Linked DNA regions of Drosophila melanogaster: region 2 is linked to region 1. Evidence: chromatin contacts called from public Hi-C data. All regions are on one chromosome and are shown on one strand. The core of a region is the stretch at or near the end of the contact, and the rest is flanking DNA. Distances in the headings are between cores, read along the strand shown.

Region 1 (3,800 bases), core at 529-3,028:
CCAGTAAATCGTCCTCCAGCCGTACCACCTCCTCCTGGTTGAAGAGCATCGGCTTGTGCTGAGTTCTCTCTATCACAAATCGCTTAAATGCGTTCTCCATGATTTTGTAGTGCGTCTTCTTGTTGGCAAATAGCTCAATTTTTTCTACAAAGTTAACTACGGTAGTTTTAGGTCTTAGAACCACTCGTTCCAATTCCTTAATACCCAGCAACTTCATAAGATTGGCATTTAGTTCGATCGATGGATGAATGGTTTCTGGTAGATCGTCCTCAATATCGTCTTCTACTGTGCGCACTCTCACATAGTAATCCTTGTCGGCTGCGGTGTGCATGCAATAGAATAGATCTAGATCAAAGAACTCAGGCAGATGCTTTCCGTTCACAAACACATCCGACTCCTGGGCCTGCTCCCGCCATAGACCTCGAATGACACGAAATTCGAAGCTACGCGAGCTTTCGCGGCGCAAGTCCTTTTTAAGACGCTCCATGTGATCCTGACGCTTGTTACGCTGAATAGTATTTTTCACATTGGACACCGTGGAGGAATGGGTCAACGGTGTTAACTTTTCAGTCAGCTCATCCTTGACCTGGGCAGTGGTTTTACTTCTGGAGAGTTTTGTGTTTTCCTCTATAACACCATTTGAAGTTCCATTGGTCAGACCCTTGTACAGATTGGGCGCCACCACGAGTTCCGTATTGTGATCTATTCTCCCGTAGTTCATGTGCGGCTTCAGACGATCTAACAAAATGGTTTCCAAATTAATACAAACGACATTTCGTTGATGGCATATATTTACCCACTGTCAGCGCAACTTGCATCGACTTATTAATCCAAACAATAAGGATCTGCGTTGAATTCACTATGCGAGTTTGTTCCAGCACACTGCCCGATATCTTTTCAGTGCTAAGTTCCTGCAAAAACGTGTGTTTTCATATTAATAAAAGCAAGTATATGAATTAAGCCCCTTACAGAAAGGGGAAATCTGATTAAAGGTTAATTAATTGGTTAATTTAATCCAATCAATTCAGCGGGTCAATGGCAATGCCGGCCAAGCAATGGCAGTATAAATAAAGACCAAGCGCACGCCCGCGCCAAATGCTAATCCGATATAAACGGACTTGTCTATTTTTAAGCTGACCGCTGATTGCTGGCCACGCCGCCAAGCAGGCGAAACCGTCACTCACTATGATCTCCCAGTCCTTGGACGAGACGGGGGTAACGTGGACGCTGCGCAGGTTGAGAACGTCAGCGATGAGCGCACACTTGACCAGATCATTCTCGTGCAGACCTACGGCAAGAAAGGGTAAGTGGGTGCTGCTAGCGTACGAGGTACGGGGCAGATGGCCGGAGTCCAATATTACGGCACATTGGCAACCGATGCACATCCGGCCGTTAAGTAATGGCTTACCGATCTCCTTGGCCGCTCTGGCATTGATCCCAATCTCGGTGTCTTTAATGCCGCCGCCGCCCTTTTGTGGCGCCCAGGAGGCGTAATGCGTCCGACCATTGTACTGCAAGCTCAGGCAGCCCGTGTCCTAATCAGAATGGTTCACCGGATTAATCTTTGGCGTATCTAATCTGAATGGAGCGAAGACCTTTAGACACTTACATAGGTCGAAACGACGCCGTAGTACTGATCCGGCAGCAGAACAAAGTTGCTCCTGATGGGCCGATAGACCACCTTAAAAGTGCGTTTGAACATTCTCGTTGTGGGCGTGTGTGAATTTAGTACGCTCCTTCCTGGTTTAAATCATTTTCGCACTAAACTTCTGCTCTCAGCGGAATTTACTTTTGCTTTATTAGAGATGGGAGCTCGCGCATCAGCTGAGCCGATACTTGCGCAACAGGTGAGACAGCTGATTAGAGATGGCCCTTTTCAACTGTTCCCAGCAGTGACCGCTGCCATAACCGTTTTTCAAATTTACGTGAGAACAGACATAAAATAAATATTACAGCTCGTAGTAAATGTTATTCTATATTTAAAAGGAAATTGTAATAGTTAAAACTTGCAATGAATCAGTTACGTTCAAAAAAGGAAACACACTTTAGTTTTTGGCTAGTTTATTGGGTTAATAATATTTTATTTAAAATAGTTCGAGTGTTCAATATAGTCATGTAAATGTGTACAAAAGATCCGGCATTTTATATTTAATATATCGATTTCCCTTCACTTTCGCTCCTCGTATACCATGCTGGCGTCTTATCAAATTAAATAACACAATATTTAAAAACTAACAATGCAGAGCGTGCTAATCGTGTATGTTTGCATTAAAACGTTGCGAACTTATCTCCTCTTGCGCTTTTTCCTTATTTTTGCAAATTAAACAGAAAAAGATATTGAAAGGATATGTATGCATAAGGATGCCGATGGCACTTGTAAATATTTAAATACAATAAAACTGTGCTTATAGTTCAACTAAATTCGTTATTGCATTTTTTAAATATATATCTAAGTATCTAAATATCGCGAGAAGACACTATCCAAAAGAGATTACAAAAGCTTTTCAGTTTAATTTGCGTGTAATGTTCTGCTGCTTTATAGTAAACTGCTTTATATCAGTCTTCTTCAATTTGTTGTTGTTCGTGAGAATAAATTGGCATATAAATGGAATATATTTTAATATTGTTTAATATATCCTTTGTATAAAAATTTGAATAAAATTTTATAAAATGTGTGGTTCATTTAGTGTAAAATATTCTAAAAATCATTTCTTCTGGCATGCAATATTTTGGCGTTCGTTTGGACTTTCGTAGCTGGCTGTGTGCGGAGTGAAAAAATAACAACATAAATATTCGATTAAATAGAAAAATATACAAAAGTTTAATGCGTTTTACTCTCTTCTCATACAATTCAATGCTTATTTGACTTACTAATTTCATAAAATTAATTAAAATTCGGAATTACATATGTAGGCTCTCTATATTCATGCGGATTTGCCATCTCGGATGGATGCAGCAAGTATTTCGTATTTGGTTAAAACGTAAGTTTAAAAAATATAATTAAATAGCACATATATAATTTGATATATATGTAAGTATATGTATGTACACAGGGTAAGAGTTAAATCATTATTTAACAACAAAAGATTTGATAAATACACCATTCGAATTTTCAAGTTCAACTTAAGATCTAAGCTTAAGCTTAAGATCTTAAGCAATCAAATTAAAATGCGGTTTTTAAAACAAAATTTTGGCGATATAAATGTTTCTCAAAATTGTAGGCGAGATTCACAGAATGGATGTTGTGCTTGTGCTATAAAAGTTCCGTTCGGAATTGAGACTCCAGTATACGGTTATGTTGGACTTTACTTAAAAATATATTGAAAAATATTCGAAAATATAAGGATTTGCATAAAAGGGAATGTGAATTTGTGTATGTGTAAGAGTGTCTCGAAAACAATTTAATCGCCTAATCACATATTGCAGTATCTGTAATGTTCTCTTTTTGTTTCGGTTTCAGTGTGAATTTTGATTTTCGATTCGTTGCCATTGCCCCGTCGTCGTCATTGCGTCGATCTCTATCTCGTTTTCCGTCCTAACAATCCATTTCCTCCAGGGTGCGCGATAAACGATTATTGTCGATCCTCCGGCGCTGCGACCGCCGCACAGCATCCGCCCGCCTGTACGGCTCGCTCTTCAGGCCGAGCAGGATGTCCTCCAGGGCTCCGTTGTACACCTCGTCCTGCTGCAGCAGCTTTTTCTCGCGCACCGAGTGCGCCTTGCTCTTCAGCTCGTTTATGACAGCTTCCTGCAAGGATAATGCGCCGTTTGAGGGCAACTGTTTGCATTTCGTTTGGTTT
Region 2 (3,800 bases), core at 357-2,856, 120 kb before region 1:
TGCCTGGCACGAAAAGCTGGCTCAAACCCACAATGAAAAAAATAAAACGTAGGGAGAATTGCAGGCGCTACACAAGGGGAATGCGAAAATCAACAAATAAATAAAAACAATTGCGAATTTTCGCATTCGTGGAAATGTTACAACTGTCCCACCACAAGCAAACTTTCCAAATAAATAAATGAGTAAAAGTCGCTTACTTAATGGCCCAAAACAACAGAATGACGATACCAAAGTGTCTTTTTCTAAGCTGTTTCAAATGACTGCGTATTTGAGAATCAATATTATTGAGAATGTGTGATTACACAAAAAGAAATTAATAATAAAGGATGGGAAGCAATTAAGTGCGTCATCTGACAGGCACACTAGTCACGCAGTTAATATAAATGTGTTAAATAACAAACATTACTTTCTCTAACAATAATATGTTTAAATGATATCATGCCTATAATATCATTTTATGTTTTCCTAACCTAATTTACATAGTAAACTATTAGGATAAGTTGAATACTTAATATGACAAGCTACTTTTTTTTAAATAGTTTCACAGCTTAGCTGTAAAGAAACTATTTATCTCGAAATATTTATAACTCTGTCTTAGTATAAGCTTAGTATAAACTAAAGATCAGATTAGATGAGATGAGATCATTTGGGGTATATTATCTTTCCTACAGTCAGATTCTGTAGGAGGTTTAACTTTCGAGATTTGTACTATAGAACTTAATATTTTGCACCCAAAAGTAGTTATTATTGCCCAATTAGATCTCCTTATCTATTCAGTTATCTCGTTTTTCCCTCTTCTTCTTTTAAAGAAACAGTATAACAGTACAGTTTAAACATTTGCTAATTGGGAACCGTTTTGCACACAGTTAGTTCGGGCAACGCACCTGTTGAAATATATTTGCGTATCCAATTGGAGCAGACGAGTGGCTTTAACCGTTAGCTGAACATGAATTTGGTTAAAAACAAAAAAAAACGAATTATTTGCACTTGGCGAAAAGCCACAACAACAACTGAATGGTGAAAATACAGGAACACACACACACACGCGCGCAGTCTAAGGAGAGAGGGAGACGAAGATAGCCGGCGAAGCGCAACAGTTGGATCTCGGTGTTGTTGTTGTTTCTGTTTATGTATTTGTTGCAGAACAGGTAGTTGAGCCGAATATTGCCTAAAATCGGCTTTGTTTATTGTGTTTTATTCGATTTTCTTACACTTTCACTTAATTCAGCATTCTTCGCATATCAAAGCACTTATAGCTGCATTTTTTATTGGTAAATTGTATTTGTACGCGTGCGTAACGTTGGCAACGTCTTTAACTTATTTTTTGAGCTGTGTTGTGATTTGGTGGTTTTACGTGGGAAATATCACCGCGCGCGCTATCGAAAATATGTAAAAGTAATAAAACGCCAAAGTCCAATTGTATATTCCTAATGGTTTTAAATAATGTCGTTTTCCGATACTTCTATACAATTCGACTTCACGCGCGCAGCAACAACTAACGCTTGATTACGAGTAAAAATATTAAAAAAATGCAATTGCAGTTTCGATATATGCCAGCCCGACGATGCGTCCGCTTCAAACTAAATTCGACGACCGAAATCGCGTTGTTTCCGGTTTGCATTGGCTTATATATGGCAAAGTGTGGCCAGTCTCGTAGATCCACAATATCCTTGATTTCTTAGGATTGCTTACATGCAGTATATTTCGCTGCCACAAACACGGTCACTCTTCTTTTCGCTAGCTATGTTAACTCTCTGATATTTTGAACTACTTAACAGAGTAGCAGGTTTCTGAAACACAAATGCTTTTGTGCTCTATCTAATTTTTTTATTTTGCACATATATAATTTTCATAGGTGTTATAGAACTTTATTTATATAGCTTTCTTGTAAAGTATTTACCTTAGGAAATACATTAGAGTTTTATTTCAACTGTCTGATTGGACTATCGTAGACACATACCAAAGTTGTTATCGGACCTAGTCCTCGCTAAGACCTATCGAACTACTAAGCGACTTTAATAAACATATACTTTAGCCGCCTTTTTTGCTTAATCGATTATTATTCGATAGCTTCATTTGGGTTGTTGTCCCAATTAATTAGCTGAAATATTTTGGGAGATATCAAAGCTATAATATTTTATGTCCTTATGGCAAGCGGGCTCACTCTAGCAAATCATAAGTTGAAATCCACTTTAGTTCCGCATAAAATTTTTCCACGTCATCGCTACGAAGTCATTGACACTTTTTTCTGCTAGGTTATCTGTTAACTGTCAGTTCTGGACTGTAGAATAAAGTGACCTTAATGAAAACATAAATTTCAATAAATGATTTAAATTGCTTATAATTGAAAGTGAAATTTTGAGTATTGTCTGGTGTGAACGCTGTGTAACAAATCTTGTAGAATACTCGTGTAGTTAAAAATGTAGAAAATATTGACACGGCTAAGCCCTGACAGCGAGGACATGAACCACACTGTTTAAGTCAATAATTTTCGAATTCAAAATTCATTTTTAAAAGTAATAAACCGTTTATTTATTTATAAATCATTGTTCCCCAAACTTAAATAATGAAAAAATACATTTTTAAAGCTAGGCTTCATAGTGGACTTTATACATTTTTTTAAAGTATTTTATAAATATGTAACACTATTAATTTTTTTAAATGTTTACCTGACATAAAAATGTAAAATTAAATTATACATGTAAAAAAACAAGATAACAAGTAATACACGACTCACCTACATTTCGTTGATAGATTCATGATAAGCAAACCAAACCCATAGAAGAGGCCAATGAGACTTGTTGAACAGGTGCAACAGGTACGATGTCGTAGCAACACAGCGTAAACAAAGCAAAGGAGCTCAAGTTCAGCTGTTGCATTGGCAACGGACGTGCACGGAAATGTTTTATCAATAGCCACCAATGGACAAGGACCTCGCCATAACAAATAGAAAATTCCAAGAGCAGACAGTTCCTCCAGCAATGTCGCGGTTTAAAAGCGTTTAGAAATTATAAAAAAAAAACCCAGGGGAAGAGTGAATTTGGGATCGGATAATGGGGAATACGGAGAGCAATGTTACCAGCGGGGTGAAGAAGCAGGCCGGAGTCTCCACCCAGGCTCTATACAAGTTCGTGAATCTCAAGGGCGGTGGACTCCTGGTGGACATGATGAAAAGAGCCTGTCAAACCAAACAGTTTGCTGAGATCGATCATGCTATCAAAACCAAAGTGGAGCCCTTTCTGTACAACAAGGGCGCTGGACGGTATTTTCCCATCTCGAAGCTCGTACTGCTGCGAAATCGGGATCGCCCACGCACTCGCCAATTGCCCGAGATCCGAGCCCTCGAGAATCCTGACGACGATTTCAACATCCATGACTACTGCCCCGAGGTTTCGGAGGCCGAGTATATCTCCAATCCTACGGCCTATCGATTCGTCTGCTGGGATCTTAATGTGAGTGTATAATGTGGAGTGAATAAGCCCAAATCGATTGTATTGATGGTTTCATACTACTGCTTTTTTGGTCTATATATTTTAGAGTAAACACAGTTAATTTTAAATTTATTAATCTTTTTCAGATGCGTGGCGCTGTGGGCGAAACTATTCTCCATTTGTGCCTGCTAAATGCATCTTCCTTGCACGCAGATCTCGCCAAAAGATTGCTAAAATTCTACCCGAAACTCATCCTGGACATTTACATGAGCGACGAGTATTATGGAGAGAGTGTCCTGCACATTGCCATCGTCAATGAAGATCCGGCAATGGTGAAGTATCTGCTGGATGCCAACGCAGATGTTCAAG

Evidence for each region. Hi-C and Micro-C count contacts between places; a contact is called where the count stands out from the background.
Region 2: a contact with region 1 is called in a Hi-C map of the Kc167 cell line, with 4 times the contacts expected there. A contact is called at or near these places in 5 of 107 Hi-C or Micro-C datasets (the Clone 8 cell line, the Kc167 cell line and embryo) and 3 of 7 datasets of targeted methods (the Kc167 cell line and the S2 cell line).

The regions. Positions count from the first base shown.
Region 1 is chr3L:14,069,870-14,073,669 of dm6, reverse strand. It overlaps Pex1 (Peroxin 1), which reads right to left and starts at 1,778. Exons shown (of 9, transcript NM_143759.3): 1 at 1,610-1,778; 2 at 1,409-1,535; 3 at 1,185-1,288; 4 at 797-911; 5 at 1-738. The coding sequence starts at 1,702. Frl (Formin-like) reads right to left here. Exons shown (of 9, transcript NM_001144476.3): 9 at 2,087-3,778. The coding sequence ends at 3,536.
Region 2 is chr3L:14,188,676-14,192,475 of dm6, reverse strand. It overlaps nuf (nuclear fallout), which reads right to left and starts at 1,606. Exons shown (of 12, transcript NM_001259821.2): 1 at 885-1,606. It overlaps nan (nanchung), which reads left to right and starts at 2,828. Exons shown (of 9, transcript NM_140439.3): 1 at 2,828-3,452; 2 at 3,578-3,800. The coding sequence starts at 3,054.